Regions from separate parts of the Salmo salar genome. Here region 2 is linked to region 1. A link is a contact called in public Hi-C data. All regions are on one chromosome and are shown on one strand. Each heading gives the region's core, a stretch centred on a gene start, on an enhancer-like site or on the middle of the called end of the contact. The rest is flanking DNA. Distances are from core to core; before and after follow the strand shown.

Region 1 (3,584 bases), core at 615-3,114:
ATGGGATGCTCTCCATCCAACCTGACCGAACTTGAGGATCTGCAGAGAATGGGGGGGGAAAAAACACCAAATACAGGCGTGCCAAGCTTGTAGCATCATACCCAAGAAGACGTGAGGATGTAAATCGCTGCCAAAGGTGCTTCAACAAAGTACTGAGTAAAGGGTCTGAATACTTATGTAAATGTGATATCCGCTTTTATTTTTAATAATTTTAAAAAAAATGGCTAAACCTGTTTCTGCTTTGTCATTATAGGTTGTGTGTAGATTGAGGTGAAAATACAATTTAATCCATTAGAGTAAGGCTGTAATGGAAAATGTGGAAAAAGTCAAGGGGTCTGAATACTTTCCGAATACACTGTAGGTCAGTGTTTCTCAAGCCATTCCCAGGGAGCCCTTGGGAATGTACACTTATTCTAGCCCAGCACTAACACCTGACTCAACTAATCACCAAGTCGCCCCAGGCAACAATGTCCATTTTTAGTTGTAGATTTAACTTACCTGGTATGTGTTATAGTAGCAGATGATGCTCTTGTTTTTGGAGAGCCCTAGCTTACTGCCCTGGTCGGTGGCCAATGCAAAGGTGGAGAGGAAGCCTGGCCGTAGAGCATATTCTGGTGCGTTATCATTTGCCACTGAAGGATAAAATATCAGGTACACTGAGCACAACACATTGGAACATGGATAAGAAGAGGTCAACTAAATGACCTAGTTTAGAACAAAAAACAGTTGTGAGGGAGACCTACCTTTGATAACTGGGACACCATCCCTGTCTGTCACTACAATTGCATGAAGACCCTCAACACTGGTGGATAAGAAGAGAGCAGCACTTGACATAGCTGACTTAACGCCAGTCCATGTGAGGGACATTTCTAATGAACTCCAACAGAGTGGAGCATAGACCAGACTTTATGGAATTCAGCTCAGACTACATTGAGTCGCCCAAGGTCGATATTTGAAAGATGTCAATTATGAAACACTTACCTTGTACCTATGTTTGTCCTCCATACTTAAAAAACATTAATCAAATACAACCACCGACTGTTTCCTTGTTGGCACATGCGCATTTGCAAAGTCGGTGGCTGTATTTGATAACGTTTTGAAAAATATGGATTTCAAAACACAACTACAGAGGACAAACATAAATACAAGGTAAGCATTTCATTATTGACCTTGGACAAATCAATGTAGTTGGTGCTGAATTGCACAAAGCCTAGTCTCTGCTCCACTCGGTTGGTGGAGTTCAGAAACATCCGTCACCGTGGAGTTTAGGCTGCTACACATGACATTCGTCGAGTCAAATTAACTCATTAGGTTTCAGCAACAGAAGAATCACAATGAACACACCATAATCATACAACAAACATACCTTGGTAGCTGTTTGTACAAGTATCTCTTCAAGTCCTGCAACAAATATGTTAATGTGTTAGACCAGATAGCCATTTGCTACACGAGTGTAGTTAGTTATAGCTTCATCTGGCTAGATGGATATAGCTAATTAGTGATTGTGGTCAAAGAATTGATACTTACATCAGCCATGGTGGAAACTTATTTTATTCCGTCAATTACTAAAATAGAGAACTGAATTATGGCAAGGGTGTCTGTAAAGCTAAATAATATCAGCAGGTATTTTTGTGCTCTCCCAAGCTTCCCCTGACTTGTTAACAGCTAGCTTGCTACAGTACGCTATAATCAGCTGATAACGTTACTGTGTTTAGGAAGGTTACTGAATGTTAGCTAGCTACAAGGTATGACGATCTTTATCAGATACTTTTAAAATGCACTGTATTAGTTACCTTATTTTTTACTTGGAACAAAATCTTCGATCCTTTTCTGACTCCGCTTGAGCACAAGGAAATCACATGACTGACTTGTTCCGCTAGGAAGAGGCAAAGCGAGAGGATTTACTGCGTGCGATAAGCCCTTTTTGTATGGTCTATGAGAGAGTGCCGAATTACGTAAGGCTTATTTGATCGAATATACGTTTCGTAATGTTTAGGCTCTTACAAATGTTCTAATATAAGTGGATGCAAATTGAATTCCGGCAAATTTGATAAAAAACAACTTAGTTGTGCATGTAACACGGGTATCTGCCCTCTAATTGGTTAGAATGGTCCCACCTGATCTCGCCGCCTGCCTTCCATTTTGGTCAAGTCAGTGCCATCTGCGACCCTTGGGACGTCCCTACTCTAAACCTAACCATAACCCTTACCGTAACTATTTTAAATGTAAACTTCAATGGGGTAGGGACGTCCCAAGGATTCGGGATAGCATTGACTCCTCCATCTTTGAGGACATGTATTGCCTTTGTTAGAGCGGTCACTCAACTATCTTGTCAATATAATAGATCATCTTTGACTTGACCCATGTTGAGCCAGCAACATCCGGGTTACGCTGTTCGAAAATGTTTCAAATTAAGGGTCCTGTCAGTAGTGGAAATTGTTAATTGTGTTCTGTAGCGCCGAGTATCCAAAACCATTGCATTTCTGCGAATGGATGTAATGTGCATTATACCTATTACCAAACCTAGCTGAATGAAAAAGAAAAAAGAGCGCAATTAAGAAATAGATTAAATAGAAAGTGGGCTACTTAGTCTGCTTCTCAGGGTTTGTTATTCCCCCAGTTTAAATATAGTAAACTATTTATAGTACATCCCCACATAGGCGTCAACTTTTCTTCCCAAACTCTCCCTTGACAACATAATAAGAGGTCTTGCTGAGAATTTACCTCAAGGTTTGAAATCTGAATTTAGCAATAAGGCTCTGTGTGGGGTGTGATTGTACTTTAATGAAGTGAATAGACTGGTTGATTTCACAGGCATACATATTTCTGTTGGCTGTTTCTTATGCATGTCTATTTAGTGTTGCTACTAGGCCACTGGTGCTGTGACTGTAAACAGACTTTCAATGGGCTGGTACAGGCCTCCAGATCCAATCAAGTATGTGCTGATGAGACCTCATTCTACTGAGATAAGCAATCCCAGTTACAAAATATGATCTTGCCTTAGCAGTTTGAGTGAAATCTTAAGGATATCTGGCTTGCTTTTTCTGCTGTAGTGTGAGTATGCTGTTGACCAAAGGATAAAGCGCAATAGCTATTTGTATTATCATTTGTAGTTTATATAATGGTGATTTGCTTGACAACTAGGTTTTGTGATATGTGAGACTCAAACTGAGCACCACTCCTCAAAAGGCTAGCCCCTCACTTCATTCTACTGTTACAGACATGATCTTTATCTTAATCATCTCTGCCTACTCTATAGCAATGGGGGACTTTCAGCAATTTGAACAGGACTTCTACCAGTCAGGGTATTACATCGATGACCAGGGACAGGTGGCCTACGACTATGGCGATGGCTATGACCATAACCCAGAGAATGAGGATGAGTAAGTATATGGGGTAAACTCTGCATTCCTGAGTGGTGGTGTAGAACTCTTCATTCAACTTTTGAACTGGGATTGGGAAGATTTGAATGTGTTAATAAGTCTAACTCATAATATATAATTTTGTTCTCTGAAGGTCAATTGCATTATGTCATGATAGAAAGGGAGATGTACAATGGGGGCACATCCCTCACATCGTCCCCT
Region 2 (3,587 bases), core at 258-2,757, 260 kb after region 1:
GTATTCTTCAGAAATGACTGTCAAAGCAACAAAATACCTAGCACTTTACAATGACGGTAAAAACTTGGAGAAATGTTGGGATTAAGTGGGTTAAAGTCTTCCTAGAAGTTGTAGAGGGTGCACAGAGGGACTTGGCAAATTGTTAAATTTTGGCACTTTAGCAAGTCTTTATTCATATAAAAAAATAAGATTAATTGAATACTGCATTTAATCATTTAAAAGGGTAGAATAGCAGCTACCTTTGTCTACATAAAATCTTAGAAAGCCTCTAATCCTCACACATGCATTTATCCCCTTACAAAACTGGATTTGTGTTTTTGGATGCTGACATTTGGATCAAATGCAGTGGTGTAAAATACTTAAGTAAAACTACTTTAAAGTACTCCTTAAGTTGTTTTTGGGGTATCTGTACTTTACTATTTACATTTTTGCCAACTTTTACTACATTCCTGAAGAAAATAATGTACTTTTTACTCCATACATTTTTCCTGACACCCAAAAGTACTCCTTAGATTTTGACAGGAAAATGGTTCAATTCACACACTTATCAAGAAAACAACCCTACTGCCTCTGATCTGGCAGACTCATTAAACACAAATGCTTTGTTTGTAAATTATGTGTGAGTGTTTAGAGTGTGCTTTTGATACTTAAGTATATTTAAACCAAACACTTTTACTGAAGTAGTATTTTACTGGGTGACACTTTCTTGTCATTTTCTATTAAGGTATTACTTTTACTCAAGTATGACAATTGAGAACTTTTTCCACCACTGATAAAATGGGATGATGTTGGATTTAAGGCGTTTTAAGTGTGAGAAATACGATTTACTTAAATTATTATCTGGGAATCTGACTTGGACCTACAGTAGTGGGCCCATGAGCTATTTATTTACCGCCACCCTCTGTTGTAAATGCAATTCCATTTGAAAACACAGGAGGGAGACATATACCATAGTAATGTTACTTTTTATGTTCAAGTTGCAAGTGGAGCTAAAAAGGGTTGTCGATTGATTGAAATGTGTATTAAAGGACGGGGTTAATAAATCACTTTGATCGATGTTTTCATTGTCATTGAACACATTGTTTATAAAGTCTTCTATCACACATGTTTAGGTAAGCTATGTAATCTCATGGAATGTAAGTGAACACTAGAATTCACTTTGTGCAGGTGAAAATGAAACTGGATCCATTTTCTCCATGGTTTACTATTCGTTCGTGGCCCACTCTGCGAAGGTACTGCACATCTTCAGAGAGCGCTAATTGCAGCTACCTGTTGAAATGCAGAGAATATCTGCCTGTAGGCCAGCTCACGTGAAATAGCCTGCAAGGCTATCAAGCCTCATATGGGGATTCGCAAATTAGCCACAAATAATGTAGCTAATATACCTTTCGATTCATTGCATTTTCGCGCAATTTGGGTTATTGTTTATCTCTGTTGTCATCATGCACAAGGCCCACGGCCACACAAAACACATCCACAGCTGTGCGGAAATGACACAGCAGGCGCGCGCCCAATCACGTCACGCGAGACAGCACAGAGAAGAAAAAAAAAGAGGAGAAACACGAACAACAGTTATCCGTGTGTGAAATTCCCACGACATTCTCGGCAAATATGTTAACCCAACCTTCAATTACTGCAAAGGACTCCATGAAATCGTAAAGGTGAGCTCGAACATCTGCGTTTTTGAGACAATTCCACGAAGACGAGTGGGAAAAACTCGTCCGAGGATATACACTGCCTCGTCACTAAAGAAGAATCCCTAAAAACAATGATTAGCTAGCTTTAATGCGAAGTAGAAATATCAATTTGCTGTGTTTTCAAATAAATCTCATTGCATTTTTAATTGCCACGAAAGACTGAAGTTGACAGCGTGAAAAGTATGACACAGCTGTGTGTGTAGTCCAAAGAGTATCTATTATATTGGCAAGATAGCCGAGTGACCGCTCTAACAATGGAAAAACATGTCCTTAATGATTGAAGGCAAGGGAGATCAGGTGGGTCCATTCTAGCCAGTGTGAGAGCAGATATGCGTGTGAACGTCAGGCACAACTAAGTGCGTTTTCTCAAAGTTGTCGAATGCCACGTGCATCCACTTATATCATTGTATTTGTAACAGCCTAAACATTATATTCGATTAAATAAGCCTCACGTTATTGAACACTCAAAGACCGACGTACAAAAAGGGGCTTATCTCACGTGGACAGATCTTGGGCGGAGTACATCCTCTCGTTTCGCCTCTTCCTCTCTCTGTGTACTCATGTTTTGGTTCATGGGCTTCTAGTGGAAGAATGAGGAAGTGGATGGGACAGAAACAGAAGTAAAAGGGGGCGAGTGAGAAGTCATAAAGCCTCTAGTTACAGACGTTGAGTCCTCTCTTGCATCACTACGAGAACACAACTCACCCACTGTTAACAGTTAAACAGCAGAGCACAAGTGTATTATATTTATTTGTAAAATGAATGTAGCTTGAATGTAATTCAGTATTTTCGATTAGTAAACATGCGCCCAAGCAGCTGATCAGGGTTCAGTATGACATCATGTAGGCCTAATTGCCCATGAACATGTTCAAGCAGGTGAAGTAGACAAAGTGAACAAGGGCCTGTTTGATTACGACAATAATAACATCATAGGCTTTACTTTCTATGGAACAACACTCACAGTTATGTTGTTGAATATAGAATGGGACTTTTAATCATTTTGAAATATCTTATGAAAGATTAAGCCTAACAATATAGCACACTTTGGACAATGGAATGTGTCTTTAGTCAAGGTTACTTAACTGTGCAGTGACATTTTAATTCTTAAACGAATAAAGATGTTACAGGTTTGATTTATTTTTATTCAATTTTTTCACTATAGGACATGAATTCCTCTGACCATGGGGAAAACTCGGATGGAGAAAAGCTTGAGAGAGGTAAGTCTATAAAATGTATTGACACTGTTATAATGCAACTATCCACTGAAATGGTTTGGATTGATCAACACCTAAATTGGGAAAATCAAATTAACTTGTAAATAACATAACATTGATTTTAAATGTTTTCTGCAGAGAGAGAACCCATTCAAGACATCAAGTTGGAGACGGATGACTGTGCTATTAGTGAGACAACTGATGGACCACGAAGATGGTCTCTTGGAACTAGTGAGGCCACCAGCAAACGTACTGTTATGGACATGGGCTGTGACGCTCACAATTCTGAATTGGACCAGTCTACCAGCAGCAAGAGAGTCAGGGTCTCTAGTGAGGTAAATTAATGAAATGGCATAATCTATACCTCATGCCTAACTGAACTTGCTAAATAGGCCTGTCTATGTGATGACATTTGTCCATCTATTTATTTAGCATGCTTATTCTAGTTCTTATATGACTTAGAAAATACATCTGCGATAAGAAATGGATCATGTTTTTGTTGTCTCTGTGTAGGCTGGGCGACGCTTACTGAGGAGATTGTCTGAAGAATCCACGAGGCCTCAACCCCTTTGCCTGACATCTGCTGACCAGGAGAAGACTATAGCCTCTTACAGGAAGCCTCTCTACAGCATCTCTCACAGAATCACAGAGAAGAAGCTCACATCAAGCCTTGACC

Evidence for each region. A called contact is a pair of places that touch in the nucleus more often than the background predicts.
Region 2: a Hi-C map of gill shows a contact between it and region 1, with 2.9 times the contacts expected there. The contact joins the promoter of LOC106611127 here to the promoter of lamtor3 in region 1. A contact is called at or near these places in 2 of 3 Hi-C or Micro-C datasets (blood and gill).

Annotation. Positions count from the first base shown.
Region 1 is chrssa09:26,155,575-26,159,158 of Ssal_v3.1, forward strand. lamtor3 (late endosomal/lysosomal adaptor, MAPK and MTOR activator 3) reads right to left here and starts at 1,865. Exons shown (of 7, transcript NM_001141049.1): 1 at 1,790-1,865; 2 at 1,528-1,569; 3 at 1,367-1,401; 4 at 744-802; 5 at 499-632. The coding sequence starts at 1,536. It overlaps zgc:123321 (Yip1 domain family, member 5), which reads left to right and starts at 2,704. Exons shown (of 6, transcript NM_001140752.2): 1 at 2,704-2,730; 2 at 3,260-3,383. The coding sequence starts at 3,262.
Region 2 is chrssa09:26,419,124-26,422,710 of Ssal_v3.1, forward strand. LOC106611127 (BEN domain-containing protein 3) reads left to right here and starts at 1,508. Exons shown (of 4, transcript XM_014211003.2): 1 at 1,508-1,661; 2 at 2,860-2,914; 3 at 3,050-3,246; 4 at 3,425-3,587. The coding sequence starts at 2,863.